2 separate regions of the Gasterosteus aculeatus genome follow, and region 1 is linked to region 2. The links are chromatin contacts, called in public Hi-C maps. All regions are on one chromosome and are shown on one strand. Each heading gives the region's core, a stretch centred on a gene start, on an enhancer-like site or on the middle of the called end of the contact. The rest is flanking DNA. Distances are from core to core; before and after follow the strand shown. Region 1 overlaps cacna2d3a (calcium channel, voltage-dependent, alpha 2/delta subunit 3a). Region 2 overlaps wnt5a (wingless-type MMTV integration site family, member 5a).

Region 1 (4,773 bases), core at 1,782-4,281, 53 kb before region 2:
TTCTCCAGCAAACAGTTCAGCTTGATTGAAAACTAAGCAATTACGTATTGCAAAACTCACAAGGAATCAGAAGACACAAACTGTGAAATAATGTTCAATTATTTCTTTGAAAGTCTTCGATTGAAAGTTATGAAATGTTTTTCAGTCTGTAAATTGGGACACGGTAGACCCTAATTCAATACTAGTACTAGTACTATAGATTGACAATGTTCATTTCGTGAACAGTGGTCTGTAAGATTGCGTGTTGTTTAATAAGCTTTCAAATGACATTTAGAAATTTTCATATGTGTATTACCAGCGAAACAGTGGCATACTGCTCGGGGTGGTTGGGACCGATGTACCTGTCTCTGAGCTGCTCAAGACCATCCCCAAATATAAGGTACTGCTCCCAACATCACCCAGTTGTTTTACTGCAAATCATTTTAGACCTCAATGGCTGTATGAGATAACCTCTGCATCACCACATAACCACTTTTGATAATTTTAACAAAATTACTGGGGCGTGTGAATGTGTCATTCGTTAGTAAAGTCAGTAAAAAACTGTGGCAAGTTCCTTTGAACGGTATTCATATGTTTCAATAGGACACATACGCCAGTTTAACTCTGCAGTGCACGAATTGAATGCCACATCTGGTAGCAGATAAATCAAAGGTTTTCTATTAGTTTTCGACATTGATTATTTAGCTCACTCGTGTCCAATAATCACAGGAAAAGTACACCGTATGTAGACTACTGCATTATGATATGTTCCCTGTGCATATTCCTTATACTTCTGGATCGGAAGATTGGATGGGTGTAAGATTTTGACAACTGAAAGCGTGTTATTTGTACAGACGTAGATTAATTACACCACCCTCCTTTCATTGTGCATTTCTGTGAGTTTCACCAAAAACAGATTCTGCTGGTAACAAAATACAAAGAGCTTGATTGGCCCCAATTTACAATTTAATATGGATTGTCATGAGACCATTTGGTGTGTATTTGTGTGCATCCTTCCTAGCTGGGTATTCACGGCTACGCCTTTGCAATCACTAACAACGGCTACATCCTCACCCATCCAGATCTACGGCCACTTGTGAGTATTACCTCCAGCCTCCTGCGCCATTCACACCTGTAACAAACCTTATTATCATAAAAAAATCTTTTAAGGGCCCAGAGATTCAAGTTCAAACGTATTCATTTATTTTGTACAAGGGACTGAGGAATAGTAACTCTTGAGTTCATGGCGGGTTAATTGCTGATTTCTTGATCGTGTTGCGATGCCGATTGAAATGGAGTGCGCATGTTTCGCCGTGTGAGTACGCGCCGCACGGTGTCCGTGTATTGGCTGCGTGGTGGTATGCAGATGAGGAGAGTGTGTTCCAGGACTCTGCTGGGCTGTGAATAAACAGAGATACGGCTTCTGAATGGCTGTGATTAACTCTTTTGTACTCACTCACTCCTCTCACAAGAGGATGAGGGGGAGAGAGGGGGGGGTGCAGATAGAGGGGGGGGGGGGGGGGGGGGGTTTGATTGACGAGCGCAAGCAACCAGGGGGACAATGAGGAGAGATATGCAGGGATGTGAGGAGGAAGGAAGAGAGACCAGACAGTGGGACAGACGGATGTTTTAATTGCAGTCTAATTAAAGACGTTAATAAACAGCATTTAACAACTAATGAGGGGTGGGAGTCTGTCCTTGCTGAAAAGTGAATGATGAGGGTGACTCACACGAAAGTACACACTTATAGTACACATTGATACACCTAATAATCTCCTGTGTCGATTTAAGGTCCAGGCCAAACATGTTAGGTCTGGTAGCCAGGGGGAGATGACCGTGGTATTTGTAGGTTTGGTCTCCTCCTCATCATTTCAGGCTCCTTAATTATTTGATTAAAGCAATAGTCTGACATCTCTCTCTTTGTCGAGAGTTAGATAAGGAGATCCCATTCGTCCGTCAAGTATGAAGCTACTACCAGCAGCCAATTATCTATCTAGCGGCAAGATGACACCGTGGTATTAAAGTGGACTGTTATCATGTTTATACATTTGCTTAACTACAGCATTGAAAAAAATGAATTGACTTCTTGTAAAAACAACACATTGCTTTACTTGGAGCCAACAATTTGAGAAAGTAACATTAGGCTCTTGGAAAGTGTGATCTTAATGACACAAAAAAAAAAGAAACTGGACCCATTTTCTCAATCAATTCAATGACAAAGTGTGTCCAAACCTTTAACTCTTACTGTATAATAAGTCATAGAAATGTGCCCTAGTATGGTGCAGTATACTTCAGTATCTCTCGTATCTCTCTGTGCTTGCATGCACGCTCACGTGGGGGTATTTTCAGTACGGAGACGGCAAAAAGCGAAAGAAGCCCAACTACAGCAGTGTGGATCTGTCTGAGGTGGAATGGGAGGATAAGGACGACACGGTGAGACTCTCTAAAAACTGCATCAAGCAACACATTTTACCTCTCTCAATGTAAATCAGATGTTTAAGTTGATTTGGAATGTCCTTTCTGCCGCTAGCTGAGGAACGCCATGGTCAACAGGAAGACAGGGACCTTCTCTATGGAGGTGAAGAAGAGTGTCGATAAAGGGGTAAGGAATCCATAAAAAGCACTTTCCTTCTGGTCCAAAAGGGTGTGCCTGTGAAAATACGCAGCGGGGAGAACGCAGGGGGTTGTCACACTTTGCACGGGTGATGTACAGGATAGACTTAGGGATTTTGTTTCCGACTTTGTTTGCTCTGCAGCATGGGTGTGTGTCTGTCTGTGAGTGTGAGCCCGTTATCTCCACCCAGCACATGCTGCTCGGTGCTGGGGAGACAGCAAGACCCATGATTCTCTTTTACTACTTTTCTATCAGAGAGAGAGAGAGAGGGAGAGAGAGGGAGGCAGGCATTCAGGTGTGTGTGTGTGTGTGTGTGTGTGTGTGTGTTTGTTTGTGTGTGTGTGCACGTGCGCACTTTGCATCATCAAAGCTTAGTAAAGAGCATTATACATTAGCCTGATTATTGAGCATTTAATATGTTAATACAGCCACACACACATGCACACACACGCACAATTACACGCTCACACTCAAATGTACACAGATGCATATTCCAAATCCTTATCCAATGACTCACAGGGTGCAAAAACATGACTGTGGCAGGTCATGTGACAGACGCAGCATGTGTTCCATGCACCACTAGATGGAGCCACGCTGCAGAAAATCCGATCAGATCGCATCAGATAACTGGCACCACACCCGCCTACTGTTTACTGCTGTAAAATAGAATGTGTTCTCTCTTTTATTTCAGAAACGTGTGCTAGTGTTGCATAATGATTACTACCACACAGATATCAAAGGGACTCCTTTCAGGTAAGAAAAGTAGAGAGAGTCTTATGAAAAGTGAACAAAGTTGAGAACAAGTTTTCAGAGTTTCTTTTCACAAAAAAACAGCTGGTGAGTTGTCATTTGAGAAACACTTTTTGTCATTTGTTTTTAGTTTAGGGGTAGCTCTTTCCAGAGGCCATGGAAAGTATTTTTTCAGAGGGAATGTTACAGTAGAGGAAGGTAGGGAATCCTCCCTTTTTACTTCATCCGCCACTCGCTTGTTTCCTGTATCATTTATTTTTTCTTTCATAGTCTTTTCATGTGTCTTCATTTCACACTCAGCTAGCACTTATTTTATGAGCTACAGTGGTGGAAGAACCATATCGATTTATGTTCATTTGAATAACTAACATTTTATATATATTGGAATTTATAAGATAACAAGCTTTACAATTGTATCACATAAAGCTTAATATCTGTAGTCATCTCTGGCTTCTGATTGCCTTAAATGTGTTATATTTTGTGTGTGCTTATTCCTCCATTGTATTAAAGCTATGGTGCTTTACTAGAATGGCTTATGCCATGCCTATAGTCTTTAGTAGTTTGTTTAATGTTTTTATCAGCCAGATTAGAATGAAATGAGAAACATAGGGGTTGTTTATTAAAGAAGTAATTAACTATGCACTCAGTATAAGCTCTATAAGCTTAAGTGGGTATTTTAACAAAGTAGCTGGAGCCGCTATAACATCACTGAAGTATTTGAAGGAAAGTTACAGCAGAATGTCCAGTTTCAGATCTCTATTTAATTACTGAAGGATTAACATTTACAAAATAGTTTACTGTTTTAACTTGTTGAGGTACAATTAGCTTTAACTGCTTAATGTACTGTTGGGTAGTTTCATTTGCAGAAATGCTTCATATTTCATAAGATATTCATACAGTTTTTATCCCCAGAGAAAACGTGTCACTCTGGCTTAAAAATAATTTAAACACATAAAGGTAAACCATGAAATAGATATGAATGTGTAATGTTTGTTAGAAAGTAGCATAATCTGTCACACTCACTCTCACTCACCTATAGAGGGACATTGACTCGCTATCTGAGTCACAATGAACTTCAAAGCCACAATTGGAGGGGAAGCTAAATAAATACATCTTTAGTGTCTCATTAGGTGTGTCCGTGTCTTCACAGAGCATATGTGTGTCCTAGCATGACTGGGCCTCAGCATTTATGTGTCTATTTTTATCTGCACCCTCATGTACATTAATATTCATGGACAGTATCTCTGTTTCTACGTATGTGTGTTCCTCCAAATATGTCCATCATGCAGAGCGCTCTGAGCATGACTTGGCTCCTCCTGGATTAATCACATCTTTCAGACCTATCACATCTATTCAAAAAACACATTTTTCAACCCTGGTAAATGTGTTTGAGAGTGTGTAGTCATTTGAAGGGTGTATGCCTACCGCTA
Region 2 (5,294 bases), core at 2,572-5,071:
GCCAAGACCAGATGTCCAAGCATTTTGTTTGAACCGTTGGAAGTGTCCTTGCCTCTTTTTCCAAAGTGTGTCATACCTGTGCACCTATGGGTGTCACGTTTCATCTCTCCGGTGGATAACCCTTGCACCTGGATTTCTGTTTATGCTATTGCTGGAGGAGTCCTGCTGGTATGATGTCAGTCACTCAATCTAACATCCAAAGAGCCTCGTCCAGCACGTGCAAGTAGTTTGTCCTCTTCATGTACATTAAAAAAAAAATCCTAATAAATCCTGCTGCTTACAGAAGGTTCAAAACATCTTGCTGGTCTTCCACTTTGCTAACCTTGCATCATTTTTTACTGATCCAATCAGAAATGTAAAAACGGGATGGAACACATTTTTGTGCAAGTGGTGCATATGCAATAGCAGTGTCACACATGGGAGGAGGGGAGGGGGCAATTGACAGGATCATATATGGGATGTGCTCCTAAAGTCAGTATCATTTTCCCAATGTAAATATTAGTCAATGTGAGGACCGCTTACACAGTAATGGCACACTGTAATGGTCTTTCAGCTCTACTTTCCGAAAAAGCACTTTCCCTCACTGCGTCGCTCCCTCGAGCTTCTCGCTTTTCTTATTACTCCGCTCATCCAGCCCTCATGTAATCCCCAGTTTCTCATTACCCAGGACTGCTCTCCTGGTCTCCGCTTCTCCTCTTGAGCTCCAGCAGTCTCTGACAAAGCCCGGTTGCCTTCCAGACAGCCCGGTTCCACCCCCACCACGGTGGAAATCCCCCTCTTCCTATTCTCCTGACACATTATGATCATTCTATAAAGTGTCTTTGAATTGTTGAGGGGTGCTTACAACACGACCTCAACCATCCCCTTGAGAGACACCCAATCTTCAGGACATCTTCCAAAGCTCACAAGAAATCCATCTTTGTTCAATACATGCCTAAAACAGCTGTGATCCAACCTGGCTTCTGTCACTGAACTGAAGGAAGAAAAAAACAAAAAGAACACGAACATTTTGAGCCATTGAATCAAATCAGAAATCACAAAGACAGACAATTGCAAGTAGATAAAATTGTCTAGTACATAAGTAGAAAGGAAATGTTGGTCGTTAAAAAGAATGGAGGCAAAAAAGATTGAAAATAAATATTGGGAGAAAATACTTCTCTGCTGGTTTTACATTTGATATTTATTGAAACAAGGTAGAGCATTGAGCCAATTTGTAAAAAGTAATAAAATATCAGCTATAACACATTACGTTTAACAAACCTCAAATTCATGGAGAAGCTTATAAATATACATATTTGGATTTGTAGAAATAGTCTGTCTATTGAGAATCATCACAGGGATAGTTAGCAGTTAACTGAGTGGTACAGGACATCTTAAGTGAGGATAGCAATCCTAAAGTCATCTGTGAAACAAGTGTATTTGTGTGTTGCAGTAAAGCTGAACATGAGTGAGAAGTGTGTGTCTTGAATCAATAAGGTGCATTTCCCTTTACAAAAACAGTGAGGAGCCACATTAGTGAGAACACAATTTTAAAAAGCAGTGATTTCAGGATGTCCGACTATTTGATCTTTTTCTCGACTCTTGATCTGTGATGGAGATGACGCTTCTCTGTTTAAAGCTTAGAGGAGCGTCTGGTTAGAGAGAAATAAATACAGTTTACTGATTGGATAGATATGTCTATTGGTTGGATAGACATACTATTCACATAGCATGGAATATTTCCCCATTGTAACCACAACATCGCCCATATATACTCAAACCATACTAAGTGTTTTAGAATAATGTTAAATGGATTATCTGAATTAATATGGAAAAGAATGTAGACTATATTATTGATATATTTGCTGATGAATTGTAAAATTAAAATAAAAGACAGCTGAACAGACATATTTAAGCCACTGTATCAAAGTGCATAATGATGGAGGGGTTGTTGCAGCACCCAGGGAATTCTAAGGCTTCTGGGAGAGCTTAATAAATGGCCCACTCCCCAAAACTGCCCTCATATTCTACCCATTGTACTTCAAGTGTTCCTTACTCTGCATGTCGTGAAGCAAGGAGTGGACTTTGGTTGGGATGTGAAGGCTGGTACGGGACTGGGTCCATGAAATCACATCCAGACACTACAGAACATAAAGTCCTCTCAGCACAGTTATTATCCAACAACAAACCAGGACCCCTTAGTAAACTATGCCACATTTACCAAACCGTATTCTTCTTAAAAAAAAAAACGCGAAAGCACAATCCAATTTCACAATAAGTGTGACCCATCGTAAAAGAACAACTGCATTTTCTGTTATGAAAAAAAGGTGGGGGGGACATTTCCAGCCCGTTTTAGGCACTTGAATGGGTAAAAAAATAAAAAAAATAATTCGACTGGTGAAGACTAGGCCAAAATAAAACAATCTCAAAATAAATATTTCACAATACTCTCAGTTTCTGAAGACATACGATTTTTTTTTTTGTTGGAAAAAAAAGTCAGTCTTTTTGCAATGGCATATTTGTTTAACTCTATAAATATAATTTATATAGTTTCTTTTTTTTTCTCCTCTATTCTTTCTGTGTTCAACTCCTTTGCTGGCATATACACAGGCCGGTGTACGCCCATCGTCTGCAGGCAAGCACACATGGGCAGCGCTCTTCTCACTTGCAGACAAATTGGTCTACGATTTTGGTGCAGCGCTTGCACTTGACATAGCAGCACCAGTGGAACTTGCAGTGGCAGCGCTCAACTATCTGGGCCTTGTACTGATCGTAACCGCGGCCGCAGCACATCAGCTCGCACCCATCCATGCCTTCCGAGGTCTTGTTGCAAAGGCGCCCCACCGTTCCCAAGGAGCCCGTGCTTTGGTTCTTCAGGCAGTAGTCTGGACTGGACTCGATGTACACCAGGTCGTGGCTGGTGGGAGCATTGAAATTGCTGAACTTCTGCACCAGCTTTCCACGCGAGTTGAGCTTCATGGATGCAGAGCTGTCGTACTTTTCCTTCAGCGCGTCGCCCACCTTGCGGAAGTCAGCCAGCTGCAGCCAGCAGGTCTTCAGACTGCAGGAGCCGGACACCCCGTGGCACTTGCAGGACACGTTGGCAAGGTCGGACACAGTCTGAAGGAAGGGAGGGAAAAGAAATAAAATGGATTAATAATCAAATGGAGAATTTGCCAAAAAATGTATTCTTATGCGGTGAACTGCAGACATGCTTCATGCATGTCATTTGAACTCAAATATTTGAACAATATACAGCTCCAAATGTCATAAGGCACCACATTGCCCAGAAAAACAAAATGATCATGTTCACGTCTCTAATAGTCCATTAAATAAAACGTTAATTTGTCCTACTTGAAAGAGAACATCTCCATTAGGTTTCCTTTGAGGTGTTTAAGATGTTTGGAGAGCAAAAAGAACCCAAGTGCTGCCTCATTCCCCACAGACCAAAGCCCCAGAAGGGGAGAGCTGACATAGCCGTTACCCCAACGATCCGCTATGCGAAGGACTGGGATTATCTCACAAGCCCCTCTTGCACCCATCACTGGCTGATCCCATGCAAGGGCCTGAAGTTTAAATCAGTCTGCTCGCTTCTGAGCTCATGACATCTTACAACATTTGTGTGCGTCTATGCATGCAACCTTTGCTTCATACCCTTCTTCCAGCCTCGTTATTGTGAATATTCATCATCAGCCGGGCGCTCTCATATGAGCCTTTCGGGTAGCTCTTCTCCCGCTCACGTGCATCCACAAACTCCTTGGAGAACCTGTAGCCGTAGTTGAGGTTGTCTCCGCAGCCGCCCCACAGCCAGTCTCGCGGCAAGTCCTTGGGGCGAGCAGCGCGGCTGCACCCGCAGCTGGAGAGCTCCCCCTCTCTGCAGGCGCGGCTCACCGCGTTCACCACTCCTGCCGCGCTGATGGCATAGGTGAATGCCGTTTCTCGGCTGCCTGTAAACAAACAAACAAACATACAAACAGGAACATCATGGCACATTTGATGCAAAAAGAGAAAAATTCGGCGCACCCATCCGCTCCTTCCATCGTCGTTGTTTATGGACGTATATTCATTTTGTACCAAACGTGGTCCGATATCTTTCCACTGAATGTAGAATGGGATGTCACATGACAGCATTGGCTTTACATTGAAGATTACACAGCACTCCAAACAAGAGCTGCATGCTTCTCATCGACATTTTTGAAAGATGGACTCTGGTTTGCCGTTATTGGGTTCCAGCCAGAGAGAAGAGGGCGCCCTCCAGTGACAGAGGTGCTTCTTAACAAGCGGCCGCCATTTCACCCAAATTGAAAGTGACAGTAGTTATTTTAGTGGGGCTGTTTTGACTGACACATCCCCAAGACATTGCAAATTAACTCCCACTGGTTCTACACTCAAATGTCTCCTACAGAGATAAGAGCCAGAAATGATTAATAACATAAAACAAGCAGTTTTTGCAATCACCAATCCTGTACAAAGCCAGAGGCAAGAAGAGACAACTTCGATGAGAAACTAAAGAAAATTAAAAAAAAAAAAAGTTGACCAGCCAGCTGTGCCTGGGCTCTGGCGACAAGGGCTGCCACTAGAAATAAAAATGCACAGCTCATATACCTGCTGGGCCAAACCTTTAGAGAATGTGCTATGATGACAATAACAGATGGAAAGAGGACGGGAGATGGAGGAAAAAGAAAAAAAAGACTATTGAAGAGATAAGTCAAGTAAACGACAGTGAATAAAAACAGCAAGCAAAAAGAGAAACGCACGCACTTAATACCGCAAAAGACAGACGGACGATAGAAGATGAGTAAATAAACTTGTGGAAAGTCTGAAAGACATTCAGGTGGGAAATCAGAGGCAGTGGGAAATTTATTAGTTTGGTGTGACGTTTAATGGACAGACAAACTTTCTTCCCCCGCACTGCTGCCTCCCTTCTCCTGCACCCACCCTGGAGCTACCCGAGGCAGGCAGGCAGGGGAGGGGGTCTGAACCCAACTACTCCAGCTCCCCCCCTGGAGCTCAGCCATAAATCACCAGCAATGTCCTCCCCCTGCAGACCGAGAGGACGACAGGCTTTCAGATAGACAGCCATAAAAGGGGAGGACATGTTTACTTGGCCCACTGCGGGCTGAGATGGGAGCAGTGCCGGGGAAGGAGGAGAGGAATGGGGGAACGGCTGCTGATGAGGTTTCTATGAAGACTGATCCATGGAGAGTCACCAAAAGCCGCGTTAGAAACGCAGTAACACGCTATGTGCGCACACAGCGGCACGTAGGGTTACGTTCACAACAAGAACAGTGCTTAAAAGGGTTTGTTCACTACAA

The links. Hi-C and Micro-C count contacts between places; a contact is called where the count stands out from the background.
Region 1: a Hi-C map of skeletal muscle shows a contact between it and region 2, with 3 times the contacts expected there. The contact joins two enhancer-like sites. A contact is called at or near these places in 2 of 6 Hi-C or Micro-C datasets (both in skeletal muscle).

The regions. Positions count from the first base shown.
Region 1 is chr2:9,371,474-9,376,246 of fGasAcu3.hap1.1, reverse strand. It overlaps cacna2d3a (calcium channel, voltage-dependent, alpha 2/delta subunit 3a), which reads left to right. Exons shown (of 36, transcript XR_013453036.1): 14 at 299-379; 15 at 1,001-1,075; 16 at 2,329-2,412; 17 at 2,510-2,581; 18 at 3,285-3,346; 19 at 3,474-3,541. Among protein-coding and RNA genes, the nearest start is that of lrtm1, 13 kb to the right of the region's middle. Within about 2 kb of position 3,031, at least 4 of the 9 cell types and tissues checked have open chromatin away from gene starts, as enhancers often do.
Region 2 is chr2:9,318,943-9,324,236 of fGasAcu3.hap1.1, reverse strand. It overlaps wnt5a (wingless-type MMTV integration site family, member 5a), which reads right to left. Exons shown (of 5, transcript XM_040194026.2): 4 at 3,634-3,926; 5 at 1,163-3,099. The coding sequence ends at 2,641. Among protein-coding and RNA genes, the nearest start is that of wnt5a, 8.9 kb to the right of the region's middle. Within about 2 kb of position 3,821, at least 1 of the 9 cell types and tissues checked has open chromatin away from gene starts, as enhancers often do.